Regions from separate parts of the Mus musculus genome. Here region 1 is linked to region 2. A link is a contact called in public HiChIP or PLAC-seq data. All regions are on one chromosome and are shown on one strand. The core of a region is the stretch at or near the end of the contact, and the rest is flanking DNA. Distances in the headings are between cores, read along the strand shown.

Region 1 (7,616 bases), core at 532-3,031, 400 kb after region 2:
GATGAGGATGAGAGTCAACTTTTTAGGTGGTGCAAGGAGAGAGGGATTAAGATTGAAGGTCACAGCATTGGTAGCACAAGGCAATGGGACTCATAAGCAGGATAGACAGCAGCCTCAGCATCTGGTGATCAGGTCTTCAGGCATGGCTCTGGACAATATTACTTCTGCTTTGTCTTCTGCTGGTATGGTGATGGAGTGACAGTTGAGGGGCAGGGCTCGGGAACAACAGGGTGGCAGGGCTCAGGCGCCTTGGGGTGGCAAGGCTCTGGTGCCTTAGGTTGGCAGGGCTCTGGCACCTTGGGGTTGCAGGGCTCTGGCACCTTAGGCTGGCAGGGCTCTGGCACCTTAGGCTGGCAGGGCTCTGGCACCTTGGGGTTGCAGGGCTCAGGTGCCTTGGGGTGGCAGGGCTCGGGTGCCTTGGGGTGGCAGGGCTCTGGCCCCTTGGGGTTGCAGGGCTCAGGAACAGGGTGGCAGGGATCCTTGGTTTTGGGGGCACAAGGTTCCTGGGGTGGTGGCTGGCAAGGCTGCTTCACCTGCTGCTGGTGCAGCTGAGGAGGTACAGTGCAGGGCTGCTTCTGCTGGTGGGAACTCATGGTTAGATAGCACTTGGTCCTGGAAACAGAAAAGACAATTTAGTGATTCATTGAAAGAGAAGGTAACCTCAACATCAAGTCAATTTAATTTCAGGCCCCTTTAGAGAAAAAGAGCCCCTCTCCATGCTGACTTCCACACTTGAAAATAAAATATGGTATGATCATTTCTGGACTTTTAAACATGATTAGCAGAAGTATGGTTTGCTCTTGTCTGTCTCAGTGGGTTCTTTCCTTACTCTCATTCTCCCTGGTCATGTTTTCTACCTAGTTGAAGAAGTTCCAAGACATAAATGAGCAAAGTATAATGACATATGCATATAAAACTCTCACACTAAACCATATGCTAGCCAAAATATTAATAATACGTCTTAAAAAGCAATAAAGTATGGCTTCTGAGAGGCTTGTGAACCTACACACCAGGACATCTGGAAAGCGGTGTCACCCAAAGACAGCAGCATACCAACCTCCTTGTGAAATAGATCATAGTATAACTTGCAGAGTGGCTGCATGTTAGTCCATGCTCATATGCTTTTGCCCTTTTAGTTTATGCTCTCATGGATCCCTACACATTTCCTACATTTCTGTCTCTGCCTATCAAATGCTTTTCCATCATAGTTCATGGTGTGTGCTACCACTAAGTGCTGTCCTTGAGCCATGCCTCCCCTGCACAGCCCCTCCCCACCATTATTTCTTTCACTACCACTGTCTATGAATCGCATTTCAATTTCATATGTCACCTTCTCTGCCAGACTACAAGTATGGTATGTTCTATATTGGCCTAAAAATTTACTTTAGTAGATTCCTCTAATAAATTAAATTTCGCTATTGATATGCCTATCAGTAAGAACTGCAATAATTCTGAAAGCTATCTGGACTGAAGCCTTAACCTGTCTCCAGCTGTGAACTTCCATGAATATTTGAATGGAGGTTTCCTTTTGCCTTAATCTCTGATTCCAAGGCTGTCTACTACAGTGACCAACTGAATCACCTCTCAAGTTCCTAGACCCAAAATGTGCTATAATTTAAGCAAACAATGCTACTGTTCACTAACTGTAGGCAGCACCCCACATCAACTCTGTAATAGAGTTGGCTTTGAACAGTTTTTCATAGTAAAAAAATAAGCAAGAATTTCAAATCAGTTGCAAGCAGAGACTTACCTAATACTCAGAGAAGAGCAGGTTCTCTGTTGGTGTGGATTCTGTGTGCAGGCATTGGGCAGCTGGCTTTTTATAAGAAGAACACCTCCAGGAAACACACTTGGCCCAGATGCTCTGTTTTCCTTTCTTACCAGTCACCTATGACTCACCCTCCTCCCCTAGTTCACCCTCTGACTCAGCTTTAGTTATGGAAACCACCCAGCTGATATAATGACACTGACAGTTTGACAATGATGTCACCTGGGTTCTCTGTCACCCTCCTCCTCAGGCCCAGGTGTCATGCTTGTGTTGTGAGAGGGTTAATGAGCTGGCATGGAGGAGGGTTGAAGTGGTCCTGACACCTGCTGTCTTCCTTAAGTTGGCTGGCTGGTCCTGGTATTCTGTGTGGCAAAATACTGTGTGAATGTAAAAAAGTAAAGTGAAGAGGAAAGGGGGCATGGGGTGGATGCTTGCTATCTCTTAGTGAAGCTGTGTTCTGGAAATACAGAAATAATGGATTATAGACTCTGATAACTGTTTGGATGATTTATAACTTTATGCACATGTCTTACATTTTCTCCCAACTCCATGGAACTATACACATTAAAGATTATGTGCATACCACCCCCAGCCACACCCCTTTCTGGCTGGTCCCTAACCTGGGAAAACCTGCTTTGCTTCCTTGCCACACCTTCCCCCTCTCCCCACAACCTGTTTCTCAAATTTCCAACTGCTAAAGCTGATCGTTTTTCCAGGGTAACCTTTTCTCCCACTCCACCCAACCATCAGGTTGTGGCTGCTTCCTCTTTTCTAGCCCAGTTGAATTCTTCCCCACACCTGAAAACCTAGAAGCCTTTTGTAACCACCTTCATCCAAGGAAAACAGTGGAGGTTTGGCTGCCTTTGTGAGGAGCCAGAAAGAGGCCTGGCCTGTCTTGTGGTGGGGCCCTCAGATGTTAACAAGATGAATCTGTGAAGTAACAGTAAGACTACTATGTCTTTATAAGGTTCTGGGGATAAACAGTAGTTATTTCTAGATCTGAAAAAGGTAGAAGAGCTATTAATTAGCATACAGAAGAATTAAAAAATACTCAAATAGCTGGTCTGGAAAGTGTTGATATTAAAATCTTTGTGTGTGTGTGTGTGTGTGTGTGTGTGTGTTCTATCTTAGCACACATACAAACAGGAAATCAGATGTCATTACATATGATTATGAGGCACTATGTGGTTTCTGGGAATTGAACTTAGGACCTCTGGAAGAGCAGTCAATGCTTTTAACCACTGGCCCATATCACTGGCCCCAGAAGGTTTCTTAAGCCATAAATCCCAGTGTTGAAAATGATGCAGTGTCTCCCTCAGAGGCATTCCACATTTAGCATGGGAAGTAGCTTCATCTGCAGAGAGCTTCTGGGACAGAAATGACAGACACATATTAGACAGTCTGTTAGTATTTGTCAGAATGAAGAAGAAATATGAAGAAGAAACATATATTACCATGGGAATATTGTTATTTGAACAGGCACAGAAATGGCCTTCAGAGCCCTCAAGGGTAACCCTGATTCAAAGAAGGCAGGAAAATACTATAGTTCATGAAACCTCCAGTTAGTCAGAGTCTGAGAGAGGAAGGAAGAGGCCATGATGCTAAAAATGAAAATTTTAGGTTTATTTATTTAATGTGAATGAGTGCATTACCTTCATGAAATGTAAGCAGCGACCATGGATGTCTGAAGAAGGTGGAAGAGTCCATGTAACTTACATTAGGGACAGTGGTGTGACAGGATGTGGGTGCTGAAAACTGAACCTAAGTCTTCTGCAAGAGCAGCAAGTGATTTTAACCATTGAGTCATCTCTCTAGGCCCCAAAGACTGTTTTTGAGCACAACAAGGCATCAGTAATAGTGCCAAGGTTTGGTGCCTGCCCATGGGATGGACCCCAAGTTTTGGGCGTTTGGTCCTTCAATCTCTACTCCATTTTTGTTCCAGCATATCTTTCAGTCAGGAATAATTCTGGGTTAAAATTTTTATAGGTAGTTTGGTGAATCCATCCCTCCACTAGAAGCCCTTTCTATCTATTGGAAGTGGTCCCTTCAGTTTTCATCCCACACTGTTGGGCATTTTGGCTATGGTCATCCTCAGTGAATCCTGGGAGCCTCTCACATCCCAGGTCTCTGGAACTTTCTAAAGGTTAACACCTCTTAACCCCCCCCCATCCTCATCCACAGCCCCCACAGCTGCTTATTTCCATTCATTCTCCTGTCTCCATACCTAATCTCCTCCCTCACTTTACCCTTTACCCTCCCCTCTCTCACCCAGGTCCCATAACTCTGCCTCCGATAATTATTTCCTCCCTACTTTTAAATGGGATTTAAGCATCCTCACTTGGGCCTTCCTTTTTCTTAAACTTCTCACGATTTCTGAGTTGTATCATGGGTATTCTGTACTAGCTAATACACACTTATCAGTGAGTACATACTATGCCTTTTGGGTCTGGGTTATCTCAGGATATTTTCTAGTTCTATCCATTTGTCGGCAAAATTCATGATGTCCTCATTTTTAGAAGCTGAATAGTATTCAATTTTGTGTTTGCAGACAGGAACCTAACATGGCTGTCCTCTGAGAGTCTCTACCAGCAGCTGACTGAAACAGATGCAGATACTTAAAGTCAATCATTGGACTGATGTCAGGGACCCCTATGAAAGAGTTAGGGCAAAGATTGAAATAGCCATAGAGGATGGAAACCCCATAGGAAAATCAAGAGTATCAATTTACCCAGACCCCTATGAGCTGCCAGAGACTAAGCCACCAACTGAAGAGTATACATGGGCTGGTCCATGGCCCCTGGTACATATGTAATAAAGGACTGCCTTGTCTGGCCTCATTGGGAGAGGACAGGCCTAATCCTGTAGAGACTCAATGCCCCAGGGAAGGGGGATGTTGGGGATAATTTAAAAAATAGTTTAACTTTAAAAACAGGACTATTTTGAATTTAGTTGATATTACTCAAGATGGGGTTTTAAGATAGCATAGTGGCATGGCTAGGGTGACACCTGCCAAGAAGTACAATCCCTTTATGATGGTCATTTTCTGAAGATCCTTCCTATCACAGAGACTTCTGTGTTCGGAAGTCACATGAATAAGCACTCCTTTAGACTTGGCACCAGCAACTTCTTCTGATCAACATAACATGAGACTAACATCACTGATTCAGAACCACATTCCAAACACTATCTGTTAAAGGGTGTGACCTTCAGGACATCTAAATTATCTTAAAACTCAGCTGTGATGATGCCTCTTCTTCCCACACCTCTGTTCCCTCCCCTCTGCAAACCCATCTAAATGTTTTTGAAGCACTTGCTAGTTGCACAGCTAGATCACCTGTTGTGAACCTGAGTCAAAATTATCCTTTGACTCTGTCCCAAAAGCACTGGTTCTCATTCACAGAAATATGCTGCCTGGTGTATAGTATTTGCTCAGTGATTGGCAATTGTAGAATTGAAGCTTGGGTGAATGATTAGAGGAGGGAGGGAAGGAAGGATGGAAGGAAGGAAGGAAGGAAGGAAGGAAGGAAGGAAGGAAGGAAGGAAGGAAGGAAGGAAGGAGGGAGGGAGGGAGGGAGGGAGGGAGGGAGGGAGGGAGGGAGGAAGGAAGGAAGGAAAGGAAAGACAATTTTTTCTAAAGAGAACTTTGAAGACTTCTTTAAATTGTTTCTCAGTTTTATTTATCTTATTTTATGTGTATGGATGTTTTTTCACCATCTATAAATGTGCACCATGTGCGTGCCTGACATGATGTTCACAAAGGTCAGAAGAAAGTGTTGGATCCCTTGGAATGGGAGTTAGGAATGGATGGGAGACATCGTGTAGGTGCTGGGGACTGAAACCAGGTCCTCTGCAAGTGCTCTTAATCCTTGAGCCATTACTCCAGCAGTGAGTCTTCTTCAGAAGTAGCTAGGAATAAAAAAAGAGTATTCTGGTTTCATTTAAATGATATTAAATTTCTTTGGGAAATTCATACAATGTATTTTGTTCATAGTTACCCTATACTCTTTACCATAACCCCTTTAAAATCCACCCTGACTCTCTATTGTCTAATTTTGTATTCTTTAAAAAATAACCTATCAAGTTCAATTTGTAATGTCCTTATACTCCCAAATGTGGGGCTATCCACTGGAATGTGGTTGACCTACCAGGGGCCATACCCTTAGAGAAAACTGACTCTCTTCAATAATAAACATCTCTTTTATGTTAAGGTAATTAAAAAAAAACAGTATTCCTTTTGTGATGATCTTTCAGGATGTTCTAAGAAGAGGTTATGGAAACTCAGGACAGGACACATGATGCCTCTGGTGCCTTCCTAGTTCCCCTACATCATTATCACCTAATGTCATTACCACCTTTCTGTGGACTTTTGGCTGAGCCACCAAGACACCTTAACCCAAAGCCTCTTGTTTTACTTCAGTCTGCTCTAATTATACTTAGAGTTGTTTCTCCCCAAGTTCCCTAGTCAGACTCTCCAGTAGCAGGAACTCCACAGTGATAATTGCTGCTATTTTCAGGCAGAGAGAGCTCTTATCCCCAAAGGAGCCTACTTCCCACTTCTCTGACACCTGGCAGTACACAGTTGGAAAACAACTCTGACCTCCACAGAGCCAGGCAATGGTTGCACATGCCTTTACTTGCAGCACTTGGCAGAGGCAGAGGCAGAGGCAGAGGCAGAGGCAGAGGCAGAGGCAGAGGCAGAGGCAGAGGCAGAGGCAGAGGCAGAGGCAGAGGCAGAGGCAGAGGCAGAGGCAGAGGCAGAGGCAGAGGCAGAGGCAGAGGCAGAGGCAGAGGCAGAGGCAGAGGCAGAGGCAGAGGCAGAGGCAGAGGCAGAGGCAGAGGCAGAGGCAGAGGCAGAGGCAGAGGCAGAGGCAGAGGCAGAGGCAGAGGCAGAGGCAGAGGCAGAGGCAGAGGCAGAGGCAGAGGCAGAGGCAGAGGCAGAGAAATCTGTGTTAGAGAACAGCCTGGTCTACAGAGTAAGTCCCACGACAGCCAGGGCCACACAGAGAAACTCTATCTGGAAAAACCAAAACCCAAAAAATCCCAAAGGAACCTTTCTCACTGAGTACATGCCCAAGGTAGATGCTTATTCCTGCCTCAGGCTGCACTGCCTTCACCCTAAGGCAGGCTCTAGCTCAGGGCACTGGTACTTTCTCTTGACACTAGCATTGGTCCCCCTGTTTGAACATCTGAATCCCATTCACTGGCCAAGGAAGTTTTCTCCCCTTCAGTATTCTTTGTTTCTCTACTACCAGGGCCAGCATGAGTACCACCTCATAAACTACCACACAAGGAGATGGGAAATGGGCTAGCTCCCAAACATCTCTCAGGATTTCCAGTCTCTACCAGGATCTCCCACTGGCCCCACCTGGCTGCTTTTCACCTCATGCACGATGGAAGTTGGCCCCTTTCATCTCAGCGACTTGATTGGATACTGAATAAAATAGGAGCTGTGCCTCTTGAAAACCTCACATTTACAAAGCTATTCAGATTGACTGTATGGTGGACAGTCTTTCCCCAGGATCCAGATTCAGTTACTCCCTCCACTTCACTTCTGTGAGTGTCTGGATTGAATAAAGAAATTCCTTTGCAATTCCAGTTCTCATCCTTCTATAAGATTGTGCATTTAAAGTGCATTCAAATTGAGAAACACAGAGTCTTAAACAATATTACCTTTGCTTGTTCTCTGATTACCAGAAAGAACAAGAAAAAACAGAGTGTTGGCTGCTCCAATCAGGCTGTCAAGAAATATTTTTAAGTTTTTACAAACACATGAGTCATTTTGGAAATGAAGCAGCAGAGGGAAGAAACACCAGTTCCTGCAAATGTTGGATCCTCCTGAATACTTTGG
Region 2 (7,744 bases), core at 1,944-4,443:
CTGAGAGCCATCCTGCTTCCAGAACTTGGAGAGTGAACTCTGCACTGCTAGAAATTGCCTGCGCAGGCCCAATTTCAGTGATGTGTAGGATGTCCAGTGAAGACTTTTCTTGGTGTTTGAGGACCATCTCATGATTTTTAAGCCACACCCCAGACTGTTCACAACCTTGGTCATCCTTTGCCCCATTCCATCTATCTACTCCCCCACCTTGGGATAGAACACTTGTTCAGTGAATTTAAATGTGAACTAATGAATGGAAAAAGCAAACACAGAATGAACTGAGTAAATTTGCAAGCTACAAAGACTACAGCAAACTCAGAGATTCTCATGAATAGCAAATTTATTGACTGAGGAGACACTAGAATTGGGAGGTAGTCATTCAGAAACCAAGATGAAAAATCTGCAGAACAGGATACACCTTGAGCGACTCAATGGCTTCTTCTGGGGGAAGGGGCGCTTAAAATGTGAAGGGTTTGGAAACCTCAGGCAAATTCATGAGAAAGTTAAGCCCATCGGCGCCCACGGAGAACTCTTCCAGCTCTGTTGTCTCCGTTGCAACCCGGTGACCTTACTTGCACGGCCAGGTAGGCGCCTGCTTCTGCTGGGTCTGGTGGCAGACTGGCACACCCTTGCCACCTCCAGAGCCGCCACCAGAGGAGCCGCCTCCGCAGCTGGAGCCACCGCCTCCGCCTCCGGAGTAGCCTCCTCCGCAGCCACCGCCGCTGCCTCCGGAAGAGCCACCTCCGCAGCCACCGCCGCTGCCCCCGGAAGAGCCGCCGCCACAGCCACCGCCGCCTCCGGAGTAGCCTCCACCGCAGCCACCGCTGCTGCCGCCACCACCGCTGGAGTAGCAGCCACCGCCGCCACCGCCGCCAGAGGAGCCACCTCCACAGCTACCACCTCCTCCGGAAGAGCCCCCTCCGTAGCTCTGCTGGGGGGCGCAGGAGGTCTGACTGGTCTGCTGAGAGGAGTAATAGCCCCCTCCGCCGCCAGAGGAGCCGCCGCCGCAGCTGCCACCGCCACCACCGGAATAGCCGCCGCCGCCGCTGCCGCCGCAACTGGAGCCACCACCAGAGGAGCCGCCTCCGCAGCTAGAGCCTCCGCCCCCGGAGTAGCCGCCACCGCAGCTGGAGCCTCCGCCCCCGGAGTAACGGCCGCCGCAGCTGGAGCCACCGCTAGAACCGCCTCCGTAGCTCTGGCACTGATACTGTTGGGACGATCCGCCGCCGCCGCCACCGGAGGAACCACCTCCGCAGCTGCTGCCGCCGCCACCGGAATAGCCGCCGCCGCCGCCGCAGCTGGATCCACCGCCACCTGAGTAGCCGCCGCCACAGCTAGAGCCGCCGCTGCTTCCACCGCCGCCGGAATAGCCGCCTCCGCAGCTGGAGCCACCGCCGCCACCAGAGTACTTGCCGCCTCCGGAACCGCCGCCGCAGCCACCGGAGCTGCCGCCTCCAGAGGAGCCTCCGCAGTAGGAGCCGCCGCCTCCTGATCCGCCTCCGCAGCTGGAGCCGCCGCCGCCACCCCCGGAGGAGCCGCCGCCGCAGCTAGAGCCGCCGCCGCCACCACCTCCGGAGTACTTGACGCCCCCACCAGAGCCGCCACCGCCTCCACAGCTGGAGCCACCCCCGGAGTAGCTGCCGCCGCCGCAGCTGGAGCCGCCGCCGCCTCCGGAGTAGCCACCTCCGCAGCTGGAGCCGCCGCCGCCCCCAGAGTAGCCACCGCCGCAGCTAGAGCCACCACCGCCTCCGGAGTAGCCGCCGCCGCAGCTAGAGCCACCGCCGCCTCCGGAGTACTTGACGCCCCCACCGGAGCCGCCTCCACCGCCGCAGCTGGAACCACCTCCATAGGAACCACCGCCTCCGCCTCCACAGCTAGAGCCTCCTCCAGATGAGCCGCCTCCGCAGCCAGAGCCGCCACCGCTATAATAGCCGCCGCCGCCGCCGCCGCCGCCGCCTCCTCCTCCACCAGAGGTCTTTCCACAACCCACAGGAGGGCAGGGAGTGGGCTGCTTTTTCTGGTGAGACATCTTGTTTAAGGAGAAGGGTTACCCTGGAAGAAGAGCAGAAGAGCAACATTAGACCAACAGCAGCAAGAGGACGCTGTGAAGGTGGCAGATGCATCCATGCCAACATACTTCTGACTACTAGCTTTATGCAGACTAGGTGTCTGGACTCCATTCCTGGACTGGTTAGCTCTTCAAAAGTCCCGTTAATAGTGACCCCCTTTTCCCTCAACTCTGCCTTTCTTCTACTATGTGATTTGGGAAGCAGAACCCCCACATTCCCACCTGCTTTTGATCTTCCATTAATAAACACTCCATGTCTAAGGGTGCTCCCAAGTCCCAGTGCTGATTCTTTAAATTCAGTAGAAAGTTGCAAAAATTCCACGTGGATTTTATCCACTCCCAGCACAATAAGAAAAGATTTGTTTGGACATTAGCATTTCCTGCATAAAGTCCTTAGTTTAAACTCTTGATCTGTCCTATTGAGTGAGGATATCCTCCAAGGGCCAATTATTAGACAAGACAGCTCTACTGTGGTCCTGTCTGCAAACAAATGGAAGAACTCTGAACCTTTTGGACCAGTACATCTAACCAGAAGAAAGTAGACATCTTTTTGAGAATATGCAGGAGTCTAAATTTGGTAGACTCCAATTAGCTGTAGCTAATAGGAAGCTGTGTAGTTCAGCACCTCACAAGTCATTTATCTGTCAGAACATCTGCCCTCATAAAGCAGAGCTTGGGTTTTTGTGGCTTCTCAAATCTCCCATCAGCACCATTCTATGACTTATCGTCCCTCTCCCTTCCTGATAGTGTATTCAGCCACTTCTGGCAGGTTCAAAAGGTTCATCCAGCCCATGGAGGCCTGCCACTGCAGTCATCCAGTATTCTAACCCTCAGCTCCCAGGGTGCCAGAGAAGTAGGAGATAGTCATATCTTTGTGAAGTTTTAACATTCTGCCCAGAAGACCAGACACATCATCTGCCCAGCACCAGCTTACCACTCTCCCAGTGCTTTCCTAAAGCCCTTCTCAATTTGAACAGAGTACCTTCCAAAGGGGAGAAAGGCTCTGTTCCTTAACCTCTCTGCAAGCTGAGCACGGCCAACTGGAGAGACCAGACAGCCAGGAGAGCCCACACTTACCTGAAGCACCAGGGAAGATGAGTGAGGGAAGGAGGTGATGCTGATGTGAGGGACACTGGTGCTCCTGTGTTTTATACTCTTGTCCTGCTCTGACTCATCTATTGATCAGGCACCTCCTCCCTGTGATTGCAGGGGAAGGATTGACCCATTCATGAAGATTTCAAATTCTTGGGATAGGGATAGGCAGTTTGGTGTATGACTGGCCACTTCTCTGATGTAACAGTGAGCAGGTTGGTCATTAGAGATGGCCAGCAGTGTGGATGGCAGAAATTGTTTTCAAAACTTCTGTATAGGTTGCGTGCCATAACCAGAGGGCTATTCTAGAGGATTAGGTTGCAGACTTGTGAAGCAGCCTTACGGAATCTAGAGATCTAAGACATTGTCTAAGACATAGAAGCTAGTTCAGTTGTATCTTTCCAATTTTGATGTTTGGTTTTGATTTCATTATCTTGGAAATTCTCGAAATTTTAGAATCCATCTCTCTTATGCCACAATTTCTCCATTCCAGTTTCATGAACACTTCATTGGGTTGCTTCTGTTCTGCTTACTTTATTGGTTGTGAGAGTTCATGAGTCCCCAGCTCCCAGTTTGGGATGGTACCACGGAAAAGACAGCACTGTAACTAGCATGACTTTAGTCTACTTTAAGTTATTCCTTGTGAGAGCAGGTGTTTTGATCTTTGTTACTGACTACTGACTTTACTTACAAAGGTGAGAACTAACAAGACAGACCCTGGCAGCCTTTTCACCATGACCCTTTGATTCTGATGTCCTATGGTGCTGCACAGTGACTCTGACCTCTGAGATGCCACCATAGAGTGGAATGGACTTAGAGATCTCAGTTGGGTTCAGGTCTTTCCATTACTATTTTCAAGCTATGTCACCATGGGCAAAGCCACAGTAGTTCATGCAATGCCACCAACAGGGCAGTTACTGAGTACTTGTTCATTGTTGAGCTGTCTGATCCCCATTTGGTCTACCAAGCAGGAATCCTATAATTTATTTCACAGAAACATGAAAATGGAAGTTATGAAATATGAATGTACTACATAGTATGTGATATTAATACTTTTGCTCTTTTCTCACATGACAGAACACTTTTCCTTCCAATCATGCCTGCCCTTGAACCCTATTGGAAAGAAGGTGTGTGAAGACATCTTAACTATTTTCCTATAAGATTTACTCAGTTCTCTGATGACCCTAGGGCCAAGAGCAGCCCCCCTCTGTGTATGAAGAACATAGTGTTTTTCCTTTCTTTCATCATTGGAACTCAGTTGCTATTAAGATACCACTGTTGAACCTTGTTCCACCCAGCTGTGTTGAAAGAATAATTCTAATCAGAAATTGTCTTAATTATGGGGGAGCATTAATGATCTAAACGATCCTGATTAGACTTTGGCTCTCAGAAACTTGTGCCACTTGTTTCAGTTTGGACAGTATGAACTCAGGTGATCCAAGGAGGATCCTGGGTGTTCCTGTTCATGGAGGATATACTAGGGAGAAAAGCCAGGATCTTTTGGAGAGGGCAGGCTTCTCAACTTGAAGCTGAGACACCATGGTGGCTTTGGAAGGAAACAGCACCTTCTTTTAAATTTCTTTTGATTGCCATGGGTAGGAGTTATTTTGTTTAGTCAGGCAACATGGGAACAAGTTTGAACTGAGGCTCTTAGCACTGAGCTGTGGACCACATCGACCCACTACAATGCACTCACCAAGCTGAAGGAAAAGTCAAGTTAGCATGAAGTCGGTAGGTTATTTTGGGCAAGAGAAGTTTGTAATTAAAAAATTATAGCCTTCCTTCCTTTTTTGTGTTTATGTATCATTTATTATACATATACATAATCTGAGCTGAAAAGTGCTTTCATACTCATGTGTTAAATGAAATGTTTTGATTTTTATTAAAAGTGACTTATGTATTATACAAAATAAGCAGCTTATTATTTTTCTATACATACCTATAATATAATTTGATCATATTCATTCCTACTATCATTCTTTCTTGCCTCCTCGCCATCTTTCTCCTTCCAAGTCCCTAATAGACCCCTTTCACTTTAGTGTCCTTTTGTTCCCCTCCACAGATTCCAGATGTCAGAGACATAAGACATTTATGTTTGTGAGACTAGCTTATTTTGCTTAACATAATGATCTCTAGTTTTCATTTTCCTGTAACAGATATATTTTATTCTCCTTTGAGGCTGAATAAAATTCCATTGTGCACACGTGCCACATTTTCTTGTCTAACCAACACCTGTGCTGGTTCCATAGCCTGGCTATTGTGATGCAATAAACTCATGTATACAGGCAACTCTGGCATGAGTTGACTTGATTCTGTTGGGTGTATACCCAAAAGTGATATAGCTCTGCCATATGCAAGTTGTGTTTTTTCATATTCTGAGAAATCTCCACATTGATTCTGTAGTGGATGGACTTATTTAAATGTTCATTAGCATTGTTAGTGTTCTAAACCCCTTCAAATCCTAGCCATTTTGCTTATACTTCCTTCCTTCTTATTGAAAATCACTCTGACTAAAATGACATGTAAATCTCCCTATAGCTTTAGTTTGCATATCTGCAATGACTAAAATGTTGAATTTTTTACTGTTTTAAAAGTGCCTATTTTAGGGCTGGAGAGGTGGCTCAGTGGTTAAGAGCACAGACTGCTCTTCCAGAGGTCCTGGGTTCAATTCCCAGCAACCACCTGGTGGCTTACAACCATCCAGGGATCTGGTTCCCCCTTATGCTATGTCTGAAGACAGTGACAGTGTACGAAAGTACATAAAATATATAAATCTTTTTTAAAGTGTCTATTTTCTTTTTTTGCTCATTTATTTTTTAAATTATGTGTTCTTTTTGGTGTTCAGTTTTAAAGTTCTTTGCATATATGGTATCTTAGTTGTCTATTGGGTGAGTAGCCTGTGAAGTCCCCCTCCCACCATTCTGCAAGCTGCCTCTTTACAGTTTCCTCTGTACTGCAAAACATTTTTTTTTTTGAGCTGCCATGTAGATGCTGGGAATAGAACCCAGGTTTTCTAGAAGAAGAGTCAGTGCTTTTAAACACTTATCCTTCCCAAGCTCCTTAACCATTTTTAATTGGCATATACCAATTCAAGATCTAAGACACAAAATCCTTTACAAAGCCTTTTGAGATACAGAGGAAGAGTAATACTTTCTTGATTAACCTTAAACCCAATCTTGCCCCAAAACTAAAACGTACATCAATAGCTATAGATATAAAAGTCCTCAGCAAAATGCTGAGAAACTTAAATTCTGTCATATGTGACAGAATATGTTGTTCAAGTACACTTTTTCTAGAGTTGTCAGATGGCCAACATTTGAAAGTCAATCACCCTAATCTTTTCCATCAATAGACTTACAAAATTCAGTTTATACGTCAGATGCATCTGACAGAATTCAACATCAGTTCATGACTTCAACAGAGAATAAAACTAAGAAGAGATAATAAACCTAAGAAGAATAAAGGGAGGGAGGGAGAGGAAAAGGAAGAAGTGAGGATAAAACAAAAACTTCCACCAAGTAATGGTTGGCATCCACAAGACCAACATCTACATTATACTTAAAATTTAAGGTATGTCACCTATCATCATGACCCAGTCAACATGACTTGCTCCCAATTCTGTTTATGCTTCAATTGCAATCTAATTGCTGCTCCCAAAACTCAACGAAAGAAGTAAAATACAGAGAGATTTGGAAAGAAAAAAATAAAATCATCTGTTTGAGGAGATGACATAAGTAGATACGTGCAAAACATTTTATATTTCTTATAATTATGTTTGTTAACTTTTTTTTCTGTAGCTCCTTGAGCTATTGGAGCCTTTGTCACAAAGTCATTGCCTATGTGTTCTATCTTGAGGTGTTTCCTTTATTAGTTTCAAAGTTTTAGATCTTAAGTTACAGTTAGCTCCATTTTGAGTTGGTTTTTGCATAGGGTGAGAAATAGGGATGCAGTTTTAGTCTTTTATACATACAGCCCCAGAGGTTTTGAGGGCCATGAAATTTCTTTATGGAATTCTAAACCTTGGAAAACTCAAGTGCAGTCGACTCCAAATGACTAACAATTCAAAATGTCTAAGAACTACATTTAGTTTTAATTGATGTACTTTTATGGATTATAGTATGATAGTTCTTTCATTTTTAATTGGCAGTTTAATGTACTTCATAATGAATATTTGTATGTTAACACTCATTCACCACCTTGGGCTTTTCCTGGTTTTCTTCTTCCTAAGAGTTGCCTCCTATTTTTACATCTTCTTTTTGTGTGTGGTAAACTGGGATGGATTCTTTTTTGTTGTTTTAGTATGCTTTATTTATTTCACTATATTCAAATAAATACATGCAATAAATATAAAAATGTTACTGAGACATTTTGCATTCATTTTCTCCTATTTGGTTTTTGAAACCAATGTATATTATCCTGATGGCACATCTTAATTAAGACCAGCCATATGTCAAGTGATATCACTATTGAGACCCTCATAATAAGACCTTTTGTTGTCAATGTCATGGTCCTTAATGGAAACAGTTTGGGTTGAATCATAATGGACTCTGTATTTAATATCATAATCAATGATTTTTCCAGATA

The links. HiChIP or PLAC-seq counts read pairs in DNA pulled down with a chosen protein or histone mark.
Region 1: an HNF4G HiChIP or PLAC-seq map of pancreatic cancer cells shows a contact between it and region 2. The contact joins the promoter of Sprr1a here to the promoter of Lor in region 2. A contact is called at or near these places in 2 of 39 promoter capture datasets (cranial neural crest and hippocampal neurons) and 2 of 115 datasets of contacts at active chromatin or transcription factors (pancreatic cancer cells and stem cell-derived neural progenitor cells).

The regions. Positions count from the first base shown.
Region 1 is chr3:92,484,100-92,491,715 of GRCm38.p6, forward strand. Sprr1a (small proline-rich protein 1A) reads right to left here and starts at 1,782. Exons shown (of 2, transcript NM_009264.2): 1 at 1,751-1,782; 2 at 1-612. The coding sequence starts at 593. The coding sequence ends at 159.
Region 2 is chr3:92,079,949-92,087,692 of GRCm38.p6, forward strand. Lor (loricrin) reads right to left here and starts at 3,194. Exons shown (of 2, transcript NM_008508.2): 1 at 3,146-3,194; 2 at 323-2,052. The coding sequence starts at 2,029. The coding sequence ends at 569.